Linked DNA regions of Mus musculus: regions 2, 3, 4, 5 and 6 are each linked to region 1. A link is a contact called in public promoter capture Hi-C data. All regions are on one chromosome and are shown on one strand. Each heading gives the region's core, a stretch centred on a gene start, on an enhancer-like site or on the middle of the called end of the contact. The rest is flanking DNA. Distances are from core to core; before and after follow the strand shown.

Region 1 (3,620 bases), core at 635-3,134:
GTTTGTTTGTTTGGTTGGTTGGTTGGTTTGTTTGGTTTTCTTGGTTAGGATACCTACATACAAAGTGATCTAACAACTCTTGAGAATATTAATTTTGTTTAGTAATTTGTGAGAATTCCAGTCAACCATGTTTTTCATAATTTTACCAAATTCATCTAAATGTAAATGCCATAGTAATGTTTTACATTGTTACAGTACCTTCATGTATGTTCTGGTTCTATCTGTGAAGGAGTGGGAACAAAAATTAATGCCTATTTACAAAATTAAAACATATGCTAAGACTGGTTCTGGGTAAACAAATCTTTTGATTTTTTTTTTTTTTAAACTCACAGATTCATTAGGTCTTTTGGCCAAGGGGCTGGAGAGATGATGGTTCAGTGGATAAGAGTATCTGTCTGTTCTTGCAGAGGACTCAGGTTCAATTCCTAGCACCCATATGGCAACTTGCAAAAGTTTGTAACTTCAGTCCTAAGAGATACAATGCCCTCTTTTGGCCTCTGCAGCTAATGCACAGATGTGGTGCACAGAAATACATGCCCACAAAACACCGATGCCCATAAAAATAAATGTTAAAAAAATACTTTTGGCCTAATTATTTACCAAATAAATCAATTTGGTGAGGTTATCTTCAAGAATACCACTACCTACAAGCTACTCAAAGTATTACGGTTACTACAGATAGGGAAATGACATGTTTAACAAATTTTACTATCTCTACTTAAAATACACTTTTAAAGGTCATGTTTTTTTGTTTTTTTGTTTTTTTGTTTAGCTTCAACTCTAATTTAATAGCAGAACCATCATTGTGAATTGATCAACATCCGGATCGTTATTCTTGAATTCTTGGTTAACTATTCAACCTTTGAAATTTTTAGTACCAAAAAAGACACATATTTGACTTAAGTGTTACACCTTCTCTCGGGATCAAGAAGGCGATAGCACAGACCAAGTATTTGACTTAACCCTCCCCCAAGCTTCCAAATATTCATTGTATCGCACCACACACATAAAAAGGCACTATGCCAAATACTTTATCAAGTACACAAGGTCTCTTTCACTTTTTCTCTCCCACAAAATCTCAACTTAGAAGTAGGGGAGTTTTGGTAGAAGCTGGGAATGAAGTTCGGAGAACTACTGAACTATTAACTATCCCTACCCACAGCTTCAGAGCTCGGCCTGACCGCTCCAGAATGACCCGGTGAGCCTCCGGCACCTCCTACGCTGAGCACCTCCGCTTTCCAAGGCCACCCCCAGCCCCCATGACCTCCAAAGGCTCCCCTATAAAAAGCTCTGAGCAACTTGCTTTTCCTACAGTTTGTCTATCCTCCCTTCCCGGACCAAAGCACCGACTGGGACGTGGGGACAAAAGGCTGGACAAGCTTGCCACGTGTGGAAAACCTCATCACCTGGAACTCGGCGAACTCTTCACAGTTCACACTGCCACTGGGCGCCGCCATATTGAACGAACACGAGGACCCCCGCAGCCGACCAATCACCGTGGAGCAGAGGTGTCCGCGGTGCTGCCTGACAGCAAATACCGTGAGCCCGGGCGGTTGCCTTTCCTCTCGCTAAGCCTAGAGCATCGGGTTGCTAATGAGGGATGAGCCCCTCGAAGAAGCGTCGAGAAACTAACGGCGTTTGGGGAGGTGAGGGTGGGCAAGCGGTGAGAATGACTAGATGTTTTTAAAAACATAGCTAAGTGGAAAGCAGGCTTCCTTCGGGCATTCCCGAAGCCCGGACGCCATAGGGCCCTGGTCCCGAGTCCCTCCGCGTGTGTGACTCGCTTGCACAGTCCTAAAACACTACTCAGCGCTTCGCAGTTGGCAGACATCGCCCTCCCTCCTCCGCCTTCATCATGCCCGGGCAGGCAGGGCGTTTGGCCGCATCCTCCGCTCGTCGCGCACGTCCCGCACGCCCGCTGCGTCACGCCGGCACGCCCCGCCCACCCCGCCAGCGCCCTCCCCACGCGGGCCCTTGGTGACATTGAGCGCCAGCGCCGCGGCCGCCGTGGGGTGCTGTGCGTCGGCGGAGCGGGTGGCCATGTGGAGCCTCGGCGGCCTGCGCCTGGCGGCTGGTGAGACGCGGGTCTGCGGGCGGCAGGAGGGGGCATCGCCGGTGGGGGTGTCCTGCTTACTGCAACCGTGTGAGGACCGCAGCGCCTTAGCAGACGCGGGGGGCTGGCCGAGACCCTGGTATCTGGCGCTCATTCACGCAGCTCCCATCTTAAGTTAGTGCCTTGATGCCTCCACCTGGTCCCCATCCTCCTGTGAGCTCCTATTAAGAGTTATCCACGGAAGTAATGCTTTCCACCCTGACTTTCTCCTATCCGTTATTCTACTTGTGCCTTCCTACTTGTCCCTCCCTCTTTAGGTGAGGGACTCAAAGATCTCACAGAATACGAGTAATTGTTGCCTTAAGTTGTGGGTGGTAGTACATACTTTTAAACAATAGTGCGGTAAGTGCCGGGACTCTCTTAGGGGAAAGTGTTATGCTAATAACGTAAGGTCTATAGCCTGTTTTCTCAGTAAACATTGGAGCGGTTGAGTGTTTTGGAGTCTGGTAACGTGAACGTATCCCGCCTCGGGGAAATCTAGAGAGCCTTGAATTATCAAGTTGAGAAATCAGAGAGTTTGCAGCTTGTATCTTGAGGGTCTTTAGAGGGTAGCTTACCTTTTGATCATCTTTATGAACTTTCATGATCTATCCTTTGTTCCATGGCATCAAATTACTACAGAGTTGTTAAATTTTTAGAGAAAGAATAGCTCCACGTTTTGTTATTGGAGTAATGTATATTGTAAATGTAATTGAAGCAATGCAAAAAAAAAAAAATAGTACATGGAGAATAGTTGCGTAAAGAGTAGCCGGTGAAGAGGTTAGATTTTACCGACTGAAAGACCTTTCAATGGGTCAGCATTGCTTACACCCTTAAAAACTCACACCCACTCTGCTCTAGAAAGAAAACGGAGAAAGAGAAAAAGCACTCATTCTTTTACTGGTTTTGATTTGTATCAGTTAAGATCTAATCATCTAAAATCTCGATGTGCATGTTTATTAAGTATTACAAAGTTTTCAAAAGAGCAAGCAAAAGAATCAGCAACCTGTGAGTTATGTGAAAGTCACTTAAACACTGGCAGTAGTTACTTTTCTAGACTGTAGCACACGTCATGGAAAGCTAAAGTGTCTTGGAAGATTTCTGATGTTTTGGAACTTCTCTGCTGGGCCTCTAACCAAGACAGACTTCCTTGCACAATTTAACAACAATTTTACTTCCGATGGGGAATGTTTTAATAGCACACCAAGGATGTTATGGGCAACGACTGCCAGGTGATCTGTGAGTGTCTGGTGTGTTGTGAGCACCTTCCAGTGATTTCTTTTACTTTTACCTATTTTATTAATAAAAGCGCTTTCTGATTTACATTATCTGATTTCTACAGCGCCCCCCTTGAATCTTATTCCCTCCTGTCTTTATAAATAAACATAAATCACAGGGCTAAATAACTTGTGTAGCACCACCTGGTGATAAAAGTCAGCACCAAAGGAGGGCAGTGAGTTTGTGTTATCCGAGTTCCTTGCTGCTGTTGATGCTGCTGCTGGAATATGCGCATGTGTAAGTTAACCAT
Region 2 (3,620 bases), core at 813-3,312, 2.5 Mb before region 1:
CAACCCCATTTTAGTAGATGGCCCCACAACCAGAAGCAAAAGAACGGGACAAAGTGAACCCAATGGGTCATTTTTTAAGGGAGTTGGAGGATAGAGATGGTCCCATGGTTGAGAGCATTATCTGCTCTTGCAGGGGACCAAGGTTTGGTTCCCAAAATGTACATGGTGGCTCAGAACCATCTAAACCCCCAATAACCTCTTTTGGCATCTAGAGGCATCAGGCATGCAAGTGGTACACAGACATACATGCAGGCAAAACATCGGTACACATAAAAAAATAAATAAAACTAAAAAAAAAAAATTTATGTTAAAAAAAAGAAAAGGAAAGGAAAAGGAAGGAAAAGAAAAGAGAAATGGACACTTCTACTTTGTGGTCCCTGCGTAACATCATTCTACCTGCAAAGAACTCTGAAAAGTGAAACACTAAGTTTTCAGTCTTCAAAGGCAGAATTCCTACTTCAGTGATAAGTTTGATAAGCAAACATTTGAATAGAATTATTTTGTATTAGTCTCACTGATAACAGGCTATTACAAATCATGCCAAGTGTTAAGCATAGAATTATATGTTCTTTACCTGTTCCTCAAGCCCGTCCCATTGCCACAGCCGCCGCCGACCAACGTCTGTATGGAAGGTAAAGCTGACCGGCTTAGCTGCTGCCGACTGGGACCCCGCCTTCTACTGGGCATGTCCAGGAACCAGGTAATTTCCAGTGCCACCTGAAGTTGCCACCCAGGCTGATGACTGTCAACTTATTTCAAATCTGAATAATATTAAAAAAGAAAGAAAGATTGTAACTTTTTCTAGAAGTCAGTATAACAAGCAAATGTTAAAACTCAGTGAGCAGATCTTATAAAATCCAGATTGAATTTTCAAATAAATGTTCCTGTCCCTATATACTGCTTGGATCTGGGGTAAGGTCAGAGGTTTAAATTCTGAGCTCAGCTGTATTCAGCATTAAGGCAACTCCCGGCTGGTGTCTTGTCTTGCTGACTTTTTCTTAAATAAAACAAGACTACAATCTACAAGGTGGCATTCTACAAGAAACACCACAACTTACTCGATTCTAATTTGCAATTTCACATTAAAATCACTTGAAATACAGGAAATATCTCTGTCCAAAATATGAGGTTGTTATCAAGGAATCTGACTAAGATTTGCCGCAGGTTTCTGACCTTGACCAAGTCATTTAACCAGAGTTTGTTTCTTCATTTCACTCAAATGGTTGCCCGTTTCAGAAAAGCTTCTGTAAAACCGCTAAGAAATTAAATGAACGTGCAAAATTAAAGGGCTAAAGAGATCTTCAGGGGGGAGGTGGGCGGACGACGACATTATGTTTTCCTCAATTTCGGCAAACATGGTTCTGCCAACATATACCACGTATTTCCTAAATACGACTAAAAATACTCTGAAAAAAAAAATTTTTTTTTTTGCTTAACATTACTACTGTAGAGGGATCCGAGGTTCCCTAGTCCACTGTAGGCTAACAAACGCCAGGTGGGACAAAGACTCCAAACTGTTAAAGGCAAAGAAAGCTGATCCCTGCTCAATTAAAGAGAAAGTACGGTGAGGGCAAAAGGCTGGGGCGCATCAGCGTAAGATTGTTCGAGGTGGAAGGCGAGAAACCACAAACTTGACTGGACTAAACCTCCAAGACGGAATCACCTAGTGGTCTCAGGCCGGCGGCCGAAAGAGCCGAAGCACGCCAGGGCCGGCGAGATGACAAAGCAGGTTAAGTAAAACTCACGCATGGGACAGGCTGGCCACGGAGAGGGATCCCTGGGAGGAGGCGGCGGCTTCACAGCCGCGACCCCGGGCACCCAAACTCACTCCCTCCTCTAAAGCGCTCCAAAAACAGCTGCCGGGACGCAGGCAGGATCCCACTGGACAGTCGAAGAAAGCTCTCGGGTCGCTAGGTTACCAGACCCAGACCGGGAGTCCGTGCCAGAGCCAGAGCTAAAGTCAGAAGCACAGTCCGACCCCATCACCAAGACTCATCATCCTCAGCCTCCATCGCCCGGGAGCTGAGGAGACGTGGCAGCGCACAGCGATGACGTCAGCTCTGCGTCGCGCTGGCCCCCGGAAACAGGCTTGCGGCCAGCAGAGCTGGCTCGCCCTCCTCCCGGCGCACCTGCGCAGTGGGACTCTCCGGCGCCCGGGCTTTCCGGCCCATACGTGCCCGGCGGAGTTTTTCTGTTTGTTGGTTAGTTTGGTTTTTGGTTGTTTTTTTCCCCAAATTTTCCCTGGCTCCAGTCAGCTAGTGTCTAGAGAAATGCTTGGAGAAGAGAAGGGAAATTCGGAGATGCCACCTAAGATCACGTCTTTCATATGCAAACGACTGTGACAAGCACGTCGGACGCCTGCCCCTTGCAGGGACTGAATATTAAATAATGAACTAGGTAGATAATAGAAATAAAGAATGAGTTCTAGAAAAGTTAAGTCTAATAAATAAGAGAACGCAGCAACAAGCTTCAGTAATGCTGTTAAGAACAATAAATTCACAGTTAGAAGTATATCTGAGCAGAGCAGTGGTGGCGCACGCCTTTAATCCCAGCACTTGGGAGGCAGAGGCAGGTGGATTTCTGAGTTCGAGGCCAGCATGGTCTACAGAGTGAGTTCCAGGACAGCCAGGGCTACACAGAGAAACCTTGTGTCAAAAAAAAAAAAAAAAACGAAACAAAACTACATCTGAGGTCCAGGGATGGCACTAGTGCCAATACTGTAAAGGGTCTGAAGCTCCAAAGATGAGTAAGCTGTTTTCCGAGGACAGTACGTGGTAAATAAAAAGATATGGAGTCTCAATTGTACAGCTTACTTTACCATGCTGAGTTCAATCCCTAGCCTTCACCCTACCCCCCCCCCCAAAAAAAAGATAGGCAGCCCAATGTTGCCCAGAACTGTCAGTAGTTTGATATCAAAATGAAGCAAGCCTGATAGGGCTGGAGAGTTGGCTCAGCAGTTAAAGAGCACTGAATGGTCCTGAGTTCAATTCCCAGAAATCACATGGTGGCTCACAACCATCTGTAATGGGACTTGATGCCCTCATCTGGTGTGTCTGAAGACAGCTACAGTGCACTCACATATATAAAATAAATAAATCTTTAAAGTAGAAAAAGGTAAAATAAAGAAGAATAAGCCTGGTGTGCCGGTGGAGGCCAGGGGGATGCAAATTATAACTACATTGAGATGCCATCTCACCTCAGTCAGATTTGCTATCATCAAGAAAAAAGATAAATAGATATAAATAAATCAAAATGTTGGCTAGGATGGAGAGGAGAAGGATCCTTACTCACAGTTGGTGTCAGTATAGAAAGGTGTAACCACTGTGGCCTTCATGATGGAGGTGTTTGAAAATGAAAACAAACAAAAATCACAATGACAGGACCTGGCTGTACCAGTCCTGACCATATGCACCCAAAGATAGTTGCACATCCATGTTTACTACCGTTTCATTCACAACAGCAAGGAAATTGAGTCAGTCTACATGTGCATCTTCAGATGGGTGGATCATTAAAAAACCCACGATGGTTTTTACTAAGCTTTAAAGAAAAATGATGATAGAACTGGAAAATATTATATCAAGTAAGGCAACAAGTTTGAAAAGAGAAATGCCACGTGTTCC
Region 3 (3,620 bases), core at 517-3,016, 2.4 Mb before region 1:
TGCTCAGATATCATCTTAGTCTTCCTGAATGGACCACATAGCAGCTGCTTTTGGCTTTCCACGTCTCCGTCCCTGGCTTTCCAGTTTCCGCACTCTCTGCGTTTATTATTCTGAGGAGTTTTCTGGTCTATCCTGTGCTCTGTTCTCCTTTGGCCCTTGCTGCTGTTCCACTGTTAGTCTCTGTTAGAGAGTCCAACCCACCCTGCATATGAACTACTTCCTGTCAGTGTGCAGGGGTGCTAGTGCACGGTCCCTAAGCTTTATCAGTCAGAACACTCATAGTGTTACAGTGTCATCCGCACTCAACACATTTGGGTCTATGCAGTGTCAAAGCTGTCTTGGACTGTTCTGTTTTCTGATCCTCAGTGAATCTTTTCTCTTTTAAAACAGTTTTAACCGCGATCTGGTGAGAGAGCAGCTGGACCCCAGGGCCTCACCCTTTTTATTGTATCAAACTAGAAGTTGGCTTATTGTGGAAGTGTTAATGTTTGTGGACATTTGGAGTCACATTAGTAGTTGATAAAGCCAGTTTTTAAGAAAGGATATAAAATTCTATTTAAAAAATGACCCCATTGTTTTAAAATCATATGCATACCATAAAGACTGATATATGTATCAGGGGTAACATCTAGTTTCTATTTTTCTCTAAAATATCTTTAGATATAATATAGAAAAAATATTCTAAAAGATATAAACTAGGTGTGGTGTTGTAAGACTGAAATTCTAGCATTCTAAAGGTAGAGGCAGGAGGATCACGAGTTTGAGACCAGCCTAGTCTCAAAAAATAAATCAAAATTTAATTTTCCTTCATTCCTCTCTTTACTCGGAAAGCTTCTTGTTCCTCTTCTAATTATTTGCAATTTGATGCTTACCCTTCCAAGCAACACACACACATTTATTAAATATATTAACTTTCCTATGACTTATCAATTTATTTTTGCTTAATAAAAGTCCCTAAACTCCACGTGAACACCTCCTTTATTATTGTGATTAATAGATTTATTTACACAAGAATAGAGTCACCAACGCCAAAATTAATAGATGTTAAATGTTCAGTTCAAGTTTCCTTCCCAGATAAGTCTTTCCTTTTTTTCTGTTTTGAAGACATAGAAGAGGGGATGTGAGTTCTTGGGAGTAGGTCTGAAATTTTTGAGCAGACATGTTCTGATCTTAAGTCTAAGGAGTCAAAGCAGGATCTTTGATGTGCGTCAGGGTCACTGTATAGAAGCAGATACTCCATTTAAGCACAAGGCCCGATTTGTGCCTTTCCGGAGACGAGGCTGTACCGAGCTGGGTCGAGGGTACGGGGGAGTGTTCACTGGCACACGTTTATTCTCGGAACCTGACATCTGGGCTCAACGCCGCCATTGCCACCTTAGGGTTTTAACAAATCCAGAGTCATAATTTAGGGGAAAGAACCTTAAGAGTTCCCCTCTAAGCTCCCGTTTGAAACCCTTCTGTGGAGAGCACGCAGAACCACGGCTGAACGGACTAGGGTTAGAATCGGTGAGCCCAAGCCGCTCTGGGCGGTGGGTACCAGGCTCTGGGAGTCCAACGGTCCGCGGGGCAGAACCCTGGCAGGGCAGAACCCTGGCAGGGCGAGCACGAGGCTGGCCGGACACCACTCCACTCGGCCCACACGCAGCGCGGAGCGGTTCCCGAGCTGATGCGCAAGGCTTGGGCGCCCCCAGCACCGCCCCTTCCTCCTTCCGTCCAGTGCGGAGGACGCGGGAGGACGCAGCTCCGCCGGAAGCCGCTGTGCGCCAGCGACCCGCCCGGCCCGCGGCTCCGCCCCTGTTCGGCTTTTGGCTTGGGTGCCCACAGCAGGACTCCTGCGCCCGGTACCCCGCCTCCAGCTCGGGCAATCCTGCCCTCGGCTCTGGACCACCCCGATCCCGCCCCACGCTCTCAGCTCCGCCTCAGCAGGTACAGCCAGGAGTCCCCGAGCCACTCTCCTCTTACTGACCTTAGTACCCGCTCGGTCCCGCTCTCACCTCCAGACTGGTGCTAGGCCAGTGTCCTCAAAGTGGCCACCAAGACTTTCCTGAGTGCATCGCGGCCTCCCCTCCCCTCATCCCCTCTCCCTATTCCTCTTTCTACCCAGGCCAGGAAACCAATGGGAAATCCCGAAGTGTACTTCGGCTTTGATTGTATAGTTTGATGGCTTTGTCACCTGTGCCCGTTTAGAGTGGGTTAAGGAATAATGACTTCTGAAGGGTGGGTCTGGGCCAGGATGGATGCATGTGCCAAGGTGAAAAGGAATTTCAAAGAGAAAAGATACTGGCTACTTCCTCCGTAGGTTCCCACACTCTTCCATGGAGAGCTCAAAAAGGGAACCTGGAGCATTGGGAGGAGAAGGTGGGGGCGTTAGTCCTTAGTTCTCAGAGGTTAACAAAGCTAGGGCTTCGAAAACCTGGGCCAAAACAGGACCTCGGAGAACGAGGCCTTCCTCCCCCACAGATGGGAAACAGATGGGAAACTCCAGCGTGAGAGGATTGTTAGTGGTCACAGAGCTAACACAAGAGACTACAGAACTCTAGTTCCTAGCCGTTATTTATACATAAAACACACACACACAACACCACACACACACAACACACACACACACACACACACACACACACACACACATGTAATCAGGATCAAGCATGGAAAAGCCAGATCTTTACCCTTAACTGCTTCTCCAGGTCTCTGCTGGCCTGTGCCCTAGACCTGAGCAGTGTGACTAGATGGATGGTGGAGGTACCTGGGCTTGAACTAAACCTAAAATGGCGGTTAGAGGAAGAAAGACAGGTGGATGGGAAGAGCTTGGGCTGAGGGCAGGGGTGAGCTAGGTCTTTTTGCCCCTAAGAGTGTTTGCCCCTGTTCATGGGGAGGCTGGGTGCGTGGAGGGGGCAGACAGTGGAACACTGAATCACCACACGGAATGGGTGTCATGGAGCCCTGGCCTGAGTAGAGTAGAAAATGTGTACACCGGGAAGCCAGGGCTTTAGCAAGGATTTCATTTGTGGTGGGAATAGCATTTGCAGCCCGGCACTATAGAACTTTTACCATATAGAAGACAGACAAGGGGCTGGAGACATGGCTCAGCAGTTTGAGAGCACTGGCTGTTCTTCCAGAGGGGCTCAGGTTCAATTCCCAGCACCCACATGGCAGCTCACAGAGCCAGTTCCAGGGGGCCCAACACCCTCACACAGATACCAGTGAAGCCAAAAAACTAGAGTATGTAAATAAAACTGAATATAAACTAGAATATGTAAATAAAACTAAATCATTTAAAAATTTTTAAATATTGCTGGTAAAGGGAAAATTGCTTATAGAATTGGTTGTAGATGGATAATAAAAATAATCACAAAGTTGTGCTCACTATGTACTTTATGGAAATTCATTCATTCATTCATTCATCCCTCATTACACATCTGGGTTTTTCCATTATCACTTTACCTGAGCCCAAAGTTAAGGCCAGGGCCCAGACCATGTAATATGAAGCATTCTGGCGGCAGGGAACTAGGTCGGATTCCATGGTCTGTACCTATTGATTATGTAAACTTAGCTTCCATTTCCTCATCTGTAAACAGTTAGCTGTAGTGTCACTCTCCGCACAAAAGAGAGAGAGATCT
Region 4 (3,620 bases), core at 732-3,231, 2.4 Mb before region 1:
AAACAATTCAGAGATATGCCTGCCTAGGTTAAGAACAGATGGTAAGGTAGCCCGGTGGGACTCTGTCCTTAAATTAACATTTCTACCACTCATCAGCCTGGACTGGCTGTGTCCCAGACTGACCTTGAACTCAGGAATCTGCCTACCTCCGTATATGCCTGCCTTTGTATCATTCTGACAAGCTAGCACATAGTGTGTTTCCTTTAGTTTCGTGAAGCCTCTCATAATTCATATTGTGTCCTTGTATTTTGCACAGTTGAGAAATTATATATTTTGAACTCATGTTTTAAAAGTCCTTTCCACAGCCTTAAGGGCTGTCCTGAAGGTCCCAGCCTTTACCATTTTGCTAAGACATGGACACACCTTCACCTTTGGACTTGTCCTCTCAGATTATCATGGAATCATTAATGTTAACAGGGAGGACATTCCTTAAAGGAGGAATGTAAGGTATGTACATTATTATACAAACAAGCCTTAGGCCCATGGCAGCCATCAACATTCATAGAGGCTCAGATGTGCTGGCCTTGTCTCAGAGGCAGGGACCATGTTATTCTGTCCCCTCCAAGGCCATGCTGGGCTTGGCACTCACTCAGTCAACTAAACAGGACTTAAAAGAGCGAAACACCAAGCTTGGGGCCTGCATGCATCTGCACCAGGCCCTCTGCATATACATACGTCATGGCCGTCAGCTTGGTGCTTTTGTGGGACTCCTAACACTGGATCTGTGACTCATTTGCCTGTCCTTGAGACTCTTTCCCTTATTTTGGGTTGCTTTGTCTAGCCTCGATATGAGGGCTTTTTGCTTTGTCTTATTGTCATCTTGCTTTGCTCCATTTGGCTGTCATCTCTTAGAGGCCTTCTGAAGAGGAAAGAGATGGGGAGTAGATCTCAGGGAACGAGCATGTGGGGAAGAGCTGGGGGGAGTGGAGGGAGGAAAAAATGGTCAGGAATTATTGCATAAGAATCTACAATAAAAATAAATAAAAAAAAAACAACAAATGAAAATGGTGGCTTTCTATGGACTCTGGAACTGGAAGGAAGAGACAACAGTGGGTAGGAGATTCATTCTTCACCATAAATTTTCATACATTTCAAATTTTACTTCGTGTGTGTGTGTGTGTGTGTGTGTGTATGTGTGTGGCAGAGATCCATGTCTGCTGACTTCTACTATCTTTCAAGACAGAGTCTGTCACTGAACCAGGTACTCACAATTGCTAGGCTGCCCATGGATACACCCAGGGCAGTGGCTCTGTTCTGGTATAACCTGTCCAGCTCTAACCCCCTACCCGGTATCACCTTTGTACGCTCTGGATGTTCCCGGACAGGGCTGGAAAGCATGTGTGCCAACAGCACTCCTTCACAAAGCTACTCTTCCGAAAGATGATGCTTGCCTGCTTCCGGCTCTCCGCCTTGTAATGGTGTGCTCCTGTTGCAGGAACACTGACCCAGGAAGGGCCCTGCCCTGCTCTAGCCTGCAAAAATATCAGATTCTGTGGTCTCCACTACCCCTGGAGTGAGGTGGCAGCACGAGAGGACAGACTCCCTGGCTCCAAACCCAGGCTAGACCACATCCATCAATAGTGTTCCCACGTCACTCACATCTCCTGCTCTTGGTTCTTTACCTGTGAGCTCAGGCATCAAGATGTCTCTTCTCTTGGGTTGGACTTGACTTCCTAACCTCGAGAGGCTGTGGAAGGCAGCAGTACTTTGCAGAAGCAAATTGGATCTCCCTTTACTCTGTCCCATAAACGTACCCATACGTGTGTCATTGGCTGCACACCGGGTGAGGTTCCCTAGGGATCCAAAAGTGAAAGAGCTTTCCAGCCTCCAGCTGCTCAGTATCCCAGGGACAAATATGTCCACAGAAATTCCATTACGGTGAGAGTTTTGTAACCACTGGGAGATGAAAGGCTGCCTTGGGCCATCACTGAGATTTCATAATGGGAAAAAGTCACTTCCTGATCTTCTTTGGTGCAGAGAGGAAGAACGGTATGTTTCAATGTCCCCTGCTTAAAAAAAAAAAAGTGGGAAGGTTGGCTCATTTTCATTGAGAAGAGGAAACTGAAAACTCCAGAGGTTAAACAAATAGGAAGGTTTATTTATTTATTTATTTATTTTACAAGCCACAGAGCCAGTTAATGATTCCTAAGTCCCAAGTGGGTGTTACATGTTTGCTTGAAGGCTGGGCCATGTGACATCCCAGGCTTGGGGACTCTCCTTCATTCTGGCTCCAGGACTCCAGCTCCACGATGCGTCCTGGCCTCTGGGAGACATGCTTCTGGTTGTGGGGACCACTTTTATGGCTCAGCATTGGAAGTTCAGGTAAGCCAAGGGCTTGGGTGGAACCTTATTTCTTAAACTGTCCTCTTACACAGCACTGACTTTGGAAGGTCCCCTAAAAGTTCTTTATCTCTGGCGGCGATTTTAAAAGAAAGGGGAAAACCCTCTTATCATAACGGGAATTAGTGGTGAGACCAGTGCCTTCTTGGGACACCAAAACTGAACTTCCCCCATCTCCTGACTCATTTTTCTAAAATCCGAATTATAACCCTTTTCACCTTGTTCAAGCCAAAGTGACTGTAACAAAAATTACCTTTGACTAACTCTCAATATTAATTTTCATCCTACTAACGGCTACTGTTTTCTATGTAGTTACTTTTTAAATTTTTTTTTTCAAGACAGGGTTTCTCTGTATAGCCCTGGCTGTCCTGGAACTCACTCTGTAGACCAGGCTGGCCTCAAACTCAGAAATCCACCTGCCTCTGCCTCCCAAGTGCTGGGATTAAAGGCGTGCGCCACCACACCCGGCTGTAGTTACTTTTAAGTTTGCCAAACTAACTTTTGGGAAAGTTCAAGAACATTTTTGTCATACACACACACACACTCGCACACATGCACTCACATATGTATGCACACACACACCTCACAGGCCTGCACACAGGCAGAACAATCAGAAGGGTCTCGTGTCTCCACCTCCCAACCACAGACTGCTTTTCTGTCCTCCCCTAAGAGGGTTCCCATCTCTCAGCTTCTGAACGCCCACCGGGACTTGCTCAGACAGCGCTATTTCTAGCCTTTGCCTCTTGGGAGGGGTCTTTCCTCAAAGCAATTCACTGCCCTGCTCAGCATTTCCAAATGTGTTCCAAAGTCCGGATCACACAGATCTATTCTCTCCTTACACCCTAGGCAGCTTTTCCTCGGCTTCCTGTGGGGTTTTTGTCTCCCTTGGTTGTTTGTTCCTATAAGGGGTGGGTCTGGGGCTCCAGTCTCTTGCGTACATTTAGTCCATGTAGGACAGGCTTAGTGAATGGTACTGCACCCCTGCCCAGTGAGCAGCAATGAACTGGGGGAGTACACGCTGAGCCGGCAGACATGGATTAAGTATATCTATCTGTCTTTGTGTTTAGAACTTTGAGGAAGTGACTTTTCTTTATCTGTCCTTGGAGACTGTCCTTACCAAATTGGGATGCTGTCAAGGACTACAGGAAGTGCGTGCACAAACTGGACCTGTAACAGTCGCTTATATTCGGGTGATTGTATTTATTATTAGTGAATAGTTGATGGGAGAAAGGGGGAAAGAACTGTCACAAGCCACTTTAGGAAAAAGATAAGACATATCC
Region 5 (3,620 bases), core at 542-3,041, 2.3 Mb before region 1:
TCATTAAACACCCAACAACATAAACATCAAAAGAGATCTGGTAGCCACGAGCAACCAAGATGAATCGTTCTTCAGAAGGTTAAGGGTCTGTGATGATAAAATCCTAAGAGTAGTCACAAGAGCCCAAATGTACTGAAACACCCCTGTAATCATGCTCGGGAAGCTAAGACAGGAGACTCCTCAGGAGGAGGCCAGCTTGGGCTACATGGCAAAACCCTGTCTCAAAAAGAATAAGAGGTTCTCCTATTACCATCCTTACCAGCAGATGAGAAGACTGGGTGTGACAGTGAGTTCCGTATAACAGCTAGCTTCCCCTTACCACCGACACCCACTGCTAAACCTTACAGAAATGCGGGACTCGTTCAACACACGTGTGAAGCAGACTTGTTAAGTACCTTGCATAAGGTCACCAACTTGGAGGGAGAAGATTCAAAGCCTGACTGTATTTCTAAGCTCTGAGTCTTGAGCCACACCAAAGTCTCCTTAAGCAGGTTACCTTGGTATTTCAAGAACCTTGGTATCAGATCGATCTTTAAATTCTCCATTTATAGGTAGTGATAATAATAACTGGTTACACTCTTATTACCTTACAATACCAAGGAATACTTTGTTTTGTGTATTTTTCTATTTTTATTTTGAGACATGGTCTCACTCGGATGTTCAGGCTAGACTTAAAACTGTTTCAGTCTCTCCGGTAATGAAATCACACCATGAGAATCCATATTTGTTTCTCCGAGTATTTTTCTGCTTTGATGGGAGAAGATGGAGATGCATAGCCACACTGAGGACTTCAGTATCTGCCCCAGAACCCAGGCTACATAAAAGGGAGGAGACCAAACAAAACCTTTTGTGACTTGATGATAAAGTCGATGAACATTAATATCACCTCTGTCCTGTAGACAAGTTTTACAATTTGTTTTTATGTGTATAGGTGTTTTGCCTGCACACCATGTGTGTGCAGTGCCCGCAATAGCTAGAAGGGGGTGTCAGATTATTCTGGGGTTGGAATTACACAAGATTGTTAACAGTCGTGTGGGTGCTGGGAATCGAAACTAGGCCCTCTGGAAGGTCAACCAGGGCTTTTATCCACTTAGCCATCTCTCCAGCTCCAGACAGGTTGACTTTTAACTTCTTGGAAAGGGTATCCCTTCAGAAATGTATCCTGTGTTCTACTATTCACACGTTTCGACCAAAAAAAAAAAAAATTACTAAAGATTACCTGAAAAATTTACACCTAGGTCTTAGTAAATCTATCACAGCTGGTGGTATAGTATTGGCTGGTAACAAATCTCCACATATTTTAAATGCCTTTAAATCAAGAAGCATCTTTACGCACTTCTATTTATCTGGGTCTTATCCCTAAGAAGACTAAAATGCAATCGTAGTAAGGAATGAAGGACGAGAACCTTGGGATCAATGTAACCTCTTGCCCTCTCCGTTGACCCCTAACTGAGACTGGGGTGCGGGATCAGGGAGCAGAGAGGACAGCGGAACTATGGGTCCCTGCATCTCCAGAGTCCCAGAGAGCAGAGTGGAGCCGAGCTGCTAAAGCCCGGGCTTCCCTCCCGGGCTACGCACTGACCACGCATCACGCGCCTTCTTGGTTTCCGGGCAGGCACAGCAGGGCTTCAGTGGCTTCTTCTCCTGAGCCTCGGGCGGGGCAGGGCTAGCGGCCGCCAGTCCCGGCATCTTTCCAGGCGAAAGCAACTATGAGCGCACACGCGCAAAGCTCCCAAACTCCGACTACCCTGAGCCGTCTGTCTCCACTTCCGCAGTCAATCGAAGGGGGACAGGAAGTCCCGCCTCTCCGGACGGAAGTAAGTCTAAGAAGCGCGTGCGCAAAAGAAGTGGTACAAGGCCTCGCTCCAAGGGCGTGGCGTCAGCGCTGGCGCAAAGGTTAAAAGGTCACCCAGAATGGTTTTTGTTTTTGTTTTGTTTTTGAGATTGTAATTTAATTACATCATTTTCCCTTTCCCTTTCCTTTCTACAAATCCTTACATATACATACCCATTCCCCACTATCCTTCAAATTCATGGCCTTTTCCTCCCTAATTGTTATTGCATGCTTATATGTATACATGCATACATATATTCCTATATGACCCATTCAGTCCAGTATAATGCTAACTGTATTCGTATTTTCAGGGCTGACCTTTTGGTACTGGACAAGCAGTAGCAGATCCGGGTTCCACCCTGGGATATTTTATGGTCTTTCTTCCTTCCTGCTTTGTAGACATTCTGCAGATACAGATACAAAGGCCCCCTACCTCCTATTTCTCTCCGGCATATATGCTAAATTTTCAGATAATATATCATGACACAGTAGTCATGAAAGAAGATAAGATTTTTTTCTACTTTCAACAACTGTGATGGGCTGTCTCTGTCTCTCTGTCTCTGTTTCTCTCTCTCTCTCTCTCTCTCTCTCTCTCTCTCTCTCTCTGTGTGTGTGTGTGTGTGTGTGTGTGTGTGTGTGTGTGTGTTTTGGATAAGTAAATGACATGGTAACTGATACTGAAAGTGTAACCCCCTCAGTAGAGCTCCATTGCTTCAAATCAACCATTCTAATTGTATTCAAGTTCACTAAGATGTACAGCATTGAGTGGCTTCCTTAAACTAGCTGTAGGTCAGGAAAAAAGTGGTTTGTAGTTATTTATTGTATGTATCTGAGTACACTGTAGCTGTCTTCAGACACACCAGAAGAGGGCATCAGATCTCATCACAGATAGTCATGAGCCACCATGTAATTGCTGGGAATTGAACTCAGAATCTCCAGAAGAGCAGCCAATACTCTTAACCAGTGAGCCATTTCTTCACACACACCCAAAAAAGTGGTTTTAATTTTAATATAAATATTTATAGACAAAGTCTCTAGCCTAAGCTGGCCTTGAATGATCTGTGGATGACCCTGAACTGATTATTAAATGTTGGAATTACAAGTGTGTGCCATCCTTTCCTGGTATATAAGGACTTCCTGCATGTTAGGCAAATAGTCTACAAACTGGGTTACATACCCTCAGCTCCTAAACTGGTTTTATTAATTGTGCAATCAGATATTTGTCATTATACCAATTAACAGAATTAAAAATGCCTTTTCCTGGCATTTCTTAAATTCAACTAGGATCAATATAATCTTCAGCATCACAGCTTCCCTGTATAGAGTTGAGCGTGAGAGGCATTTAATCTTCATAACAAACGGAGGTTCAGAAGGGCATATGATTCATTCAGAGCTACATAGCTCATGAGGTTCCATCTCTCCCCATGGTCCATGCACTATCCTGTGCAATGTATCTAAAGGCAAAGTAACTTTCACTTTCAAACCACTCACCTGTATTTACTGGCGCTACTGCATTTTTGTGTAGAGTAAATGAACAAAGAAGAAAAAGAGTAGAACTGGAAAATGTAAGGATTGTGAGGACTGACTTTGATACAAATTGTAGACCACAAAAAGAAGGAGCAGAGGAGGAGAAGGAGGAGGAGGAGGAGGAGGAGGAGGAGAATTGGAACTTTATTGCAACTGATAAGTTTTCCTCTCATTTTTCCCTTTGTGAAGGAAAGTTCCTGGCTTGAACCACACATCACTCTGAACTTCCTGAAAGGCTGATCAACTGATTACAATTTTA
Region 6 (3,620 bases), core at 498-2,997, 2.0 Mb before region 1:
TCAAGGCTGGTTTTGCCCTTTTCCACGACCACTGACTGTTCTATCAGGTCTGTTAGTGTAAGATCCTGGTATTTCGAGGTTTCTTATCTAAATGGTAAGGTGGAGGAAGGGTGTAAAATAAAATCGATACTCACTGCTAACTTTCATGCTACCAAAAGCTGAAGGCTGCTGCACTGGCTTGCAGCTCTCCGCAAAGGAGGTGGTTCTCGGTCGCCCCGACATGATGGCTCTTCTTGAATCACCTTTTCCTTCCTTAATCCTTTTCTTCCTTTTGTTTTATGTTAGGGTGCTAGGTTAATGATAAATGCAGCATTAAGTTCTCCCGCAAGAAAGAGAAAGAAAGACTTCGTTCTCTTGGCTTTTCACTCCTTTTGTATAGCTATTTAAGAAGAAGGAAAAAAAAAAGGAGCTATGTATTTCTTCAAGACAGATCGGTACGGATATTTAACACATAGATGATTTAGAGCTGGGAGAAAAATACAATTCTTTCACCTCCCTTTCCTGGAAGAGGAGAAAAAGGGTGGAGTGGAATCCTTAAAAATATATATATATCACGTGAACGAGGGCAAATACTTGATTGAAAATAAGTACTCTGAGTATTATATTTTTCCTCGGGGATTTTTTTCCGAGTCAATGAAGAAGGGAAGCGGCGGAAGGATCACGAGCCTCACGCTTGAAGAGAAGGGGGATGGGAAGGAGGGAGGAGATGGCTCGGAGATGCGACGGCAAACGCTGCGGCTCCGGCAGCAGCGGGATCCGGCGGTCTGACGGCGGCGGCGGCCGGGTGAACCGGAGGGCAGCGCAGTCGCGAGTCAGCGGCGGGCGGTGGCGGCGGCTCCTCTCCTCATTGCGCCAGGAGCAGCTGCAGGCGGTGGCTGGATCCAGCGGCCATGGCGGCAGCGGCGGCGGAGGCAGCTCCCTTCAGACCCCAGGCAGCGGCTCCCTGACTGCTCCCCATACGCCGGGGACATGGGAACCAGGCAACCGCTTCCGTCCCTCGGGGTCCCCTCCCCCGTCCGTGGCCCCGGCACGGCCGGCCTCCGCCCCTCGCCTTTGCTCAGCGGCTGCTCGGGAAGTGTCCGCGCTGTGCCCGGAGCCCGAAGCCCTGTCAGCGGCTGCAAGGCCGGCTCCTCCTTGCTGCCTTCCTTCCTTTGTCACTCGGCCCAGGCGGCGGCGACGGCGGCGACACAAGCCCGCATTCGGCCGGGTCGGGGGCTGCTCTGTGCGAGGCGCGCCGTCTGCGCAGCCGCCTAGCCCTTCCCCACTCCCCCTCCCCCTTCCTACTCGTCCTCCGCCTCCTTCCTCCCCCACCCAGCCCTTACACCGCCCAGCGCCCCGCCGCCCGCGTTACAGGCGTCTGGGAATCGCTCGCCGAGCCCGCGCCCGCCAGCTTCGGCTGTAGAGCCGAAACCCAAGCCGGAACCAATCAGAGACGTCGCTTGCTTGCAGCTCCTGCCGGAAAAAGCCGAGCGACCTGGATAACCAATGAGGAGACGCCGCTGGGAGACCACGCCCCAGCAACGAGGAATGCCGAAGGTAGCCGAACAGAAGGGAAGAGGGTTCTCCTTGTCCTGTGGCTGGCTAGAGAGAAGAGTCGACAATAGCGACAGTGGCCAATCAGAGCTGTTGGCCCTCAGGGAAAAGCCTCAAGAGTTAAGGACGGCGAAACTCCCGAGTCGCGGGAGGAACTGCACGGCTGGGCGCCGCGCCCGTTTCCTCATTGGCTGGACAACTCCGCTGGGCGTGTACCTTTCTCGGTGATTGGTGAAGGGAAGGGGGCTTCCGAGGACATCGGGCCAGTCAGAGCCTCCCCTCCCTCTTTGAGGCGGGGAGAAGAAGAAAGCGGAGGGAGGGCACCTATAAAGTGCCATCTCATTGGTCTGCAGCGTCGAGCTGGAGCGCGGGGGGAGGGGAGCTTCGAAAGGGAGAAGGAGGGTGCAGGAGCCCGTGGCGGCGGCCAATAGGCGCTCACTGCTGTGCAATCGCAAGACCTAGCTGCAGTGGGATTGGCCTCGGGTGGTCCCTAAGCGGGCGGACGGGATGAGTGGTCGGCCTGCATCTGCTTTCCGAGCCGACGCTCGTGCTGGCTGTGCAGCCCGGTCCGACAATGCTGCGGTCGGAGGGTCGGGCCCCGAGCGCTCTAGTGGGGCGTGAGGCCGTCCCCATTCCCGGGAGCTCCGCGGGGCGCGGCTTACCAAGTGCGCCCGAGGCTCCCCACCGCGCGTGCTGAGCCTATGAGAACGTCTATTCTCTGAAAGACGTAGGGCGCCGTGGCCGGGGCCGAACCCTCTAGCGCTTAAATGGGAACAAAGCTTCCAGAGAAGGAGAGCCTCTGGGCAGCCGCGCCCGCCCATCGCGGGGGGCCGCTGATCTCGTGGGGGGGGGGGGGGGAGCCCTTTGCAGCAGGCGCACAAGGCCAGACCAGGCCTTCTGGAAACGCCCCCGAGAGATGAGCTCATGCTAGATGAGCGCGGTCCATGGGCGCGACTGTCCAGCGCAAAAGCAGCCCCGAAAACAGGTGAGGGGAAATGTGGTCAGGACAGTACCTCGAATCCTAGGAGGAAGCTCAAGTCAGAATTGCTCGCAGCAGTTTTTAGTGTTATTGGATGATCAGCACACTGCTGCCTAAGTAGGTTTCACATGTAGTCCAGCGTCCATTGTTCTACAAAGGAGACCATTGCCTTGGTCCATCCGAGAGCTGTGTGGCGTGGCTACTACGACTAGAGTAAGTTAGAGTGGACACTGGCAATCCTGACTGTAATCCCGTGATACTTGTAATACCCACCCGCATAGTCATCTCTTTCTGTTGAGATGCTATCTCCAGAAAGCACATGTAAAAGTACACGTACTTGATCAGATTGCTTAGCTATTGCTTTAAAATCTGATGAGGGACTTGGGACAGAACAAAGTAAGCTTTGAAGGGAGCCAGTAAAGGTCTGGATAGTGTTTGCAGACTCAGATGTCTGTAGAGGCCTGGCAAATAAAGCGAATGACACCGGCCTGGTGGAAGACAATAGGAATGTTAGATGATGTGGAAACGGGAGTTCCATCCATGCCCTTAAGGGGGTCCACCATTAAAATAATCGTATTCTCCTTTTTTTTTTTTTTTAATTACCAAAACCATAACGTTGAAGTTTTATGTGTGATCTCTAAATCTGACGTGTTGGCAACCGATATGCCGAAACCACGTAGACCAACAAAGTAAAAAATCCCAGGAAAATGTGCCCGACAGGCAGCCAATTTGTAATCTCATTCCTTATCGGAGACTTTATGCCTCAAGTGCAGAAGAGACTCTTGTTCTTCACAATTAAAATCGTCTATAAGGTAGCCCGATGCCATGGGGGAGGGTAAAGAATCTTAAAAGCAGCCGCCTTGCTTGGCAACTTTGTCATTTGAATGGTGCCTCTCCATGCTATTATGAAAGACCTTTGCCACTGTTCCTAAACTGCTGTGGTGCAGAACTTTAAATCCTCCCTACCTAATTATACCAGCAGGAAGGTAAATAACAAGGGTTTAGTTTGCAGAAACTGGCAACGTGGCTATTCTTGTATATAAAACTAGTTCAAAAATAGCCTACCTTAGGGTTTTGATTAGTAACTTTTTTGTTGCCTTCAGATATT

What was found. Promoter capture Hi-C pulls out the DNA fragments that hold promoters and counts their contacts. Capture Hi-C pulls out chosen DNA fragments and counts their contacts.
Region 2: a contact with region 1 is called in a promoter capture Hi-C map of pre-B cells, with 10 times the contacts expected there. The contact joins the promoter of Tmem39a here to the promoter of Ccdc58 in region 1. A contact is called at or near these places in 3 of 39 promoter capture datasets (cranial neural crest, liver and pre-B cells), 1 of 484 Hi-C or Micro-C datasets (pre-B cells), 1 of 115 datasets of contacts at active chromatin or transcription factors (astrocytes) and 1 of 9 other capture datasets (liver).
Region 3: a promoter capture Hi-C map of liver shows a contact between it and region 1, with 2.7 times the contacts expected there. The contact joins the promoter of Adprh here to the promoter of Ccdc58 in region 1. A contact is called at or near these places in 5 of 39 promoter capture datasets (3T3-L1-derived adipocytes, the C10 cell line, liver and 1 more).
Region 4: a contact with region 1 is called in a promoter capture Hi-C map of liver, with 3 times the contacts expected there. The contact joins the promoter of Pla1a here to the promoter of Ccdc58 in region 1. A contact is called at or near these places in 1 of 39 promoter capture datasets (liver) and 1 of 9 other capture datasets (adipose tissue).
Region 5: a contact with region 1 is called in a promoter capture Hi-C map of liver, with 5 times the contacts expected there. The contact joins the promoter of Cox17 here to the promoter of Ccdc58 in region 1. A contact is called at or near these places in 1 of 39 promoter capture datasets (pre-B cells), 1 of 484 Hi-C or Micro-C datasets (CD4 T cells) and 1 of 9 other capture datasets (liver).
Region 6: a contact with region 1 is called in a promoter capture Hi-C map of pre-B cells, with 4 times the contacts expected there. The contact joins the promoter of Gsk3b here to the promoter of Ccdc58 in region 1. A contact is called at or near these places in 3 of 39 promoter capture datasets (the C10 cell line, liver and pre-B cells) and 1 of 9 other capture datasets (adipose tissue).

What each region holds. Positions count from the first base shown.
Region 1 is chr16:36,069,924-36,073,543 of GRCm38.p6, reverse strand. It overlaps Ccdc58 (coiled-coil domain containing 58), which reads right to left and starts at 1,884. Exons shown (of 5, transcript NM_198645.2): 1 at 1,407-1,884. The coding sequence starts at 1,457. It overlaps Fam162a (family with sequence similarity 162, member A), which reads left to right and starts at 1,983. Exons shown (of 5, transcript NM_027342.2): 1 at 1,983-2,074. The coding sequence starts at 2,041.
Region 2 is chr16:38,561,256-38,564,875 of GRCm38.p6, reverse strand. Tmem39a (transmembrane protein 39a) reads right to left here and starts at 2,062. Exons shown (of 9, transcript NM_026407.3): 1 at 1,746-2,062; 2 at 575-761. The coding sequence starts at 687.
Region 3 is chr16:38,450,835-38,454,454 of GRCm38.p6, reverse strand. Adprh (ADP-ribosylarginine hydrolase) reads left to right here and starts at 1,766. Exons shown (of 4, transcript NM_007414.3): 1 at 1,766-1,926.
Region 4 is chr16:38,431,506-38,435,125 of GRCm38.p6, reverse strand. Pla1a (phospholipase A1 member A) reads left to right here and starts at 1,981. Exons shown (of 11, transcript NM_134102.4): 1 at 1,981-2,322. The coding sequence starts at 2,250. Gm36333 (a long non-coding RNA gene) reads right to left here and starts at 1,910. Exons shown (of 2, transcript XR_384843.4): 1 at 1,623-1,910.
Region 5 is chr16:38,345,170-38,348,789 of GRCm38.p6, reverse strand. Cox17 (cytochrome c oxidase assembly protein 17, copper chaperone) reads right to left here and starts at 1,791. Exons shown (of 3, transcript NM_001017429.2): 1 at 1,583-1,791. The coding sequence starts at 1,689.
Region 6 is chr16:38,087,128-38,090,747 of GRCm38.p6, reverse strand. It overlaps Gsk3b (glycogen synthase kinase 3 beta), which reads right to left and starts at 1,747. Exons shown (of 11, transcript NM_019827.7): 1 at 135-1,747. The coding sequence starts at 222. It overlaps BC031361 (cDNA sequence BC031361), which reads left to right and starts at 1,488. Exons shown (of 1, transcript NR_033221.1): 1 at 1,488-3,620.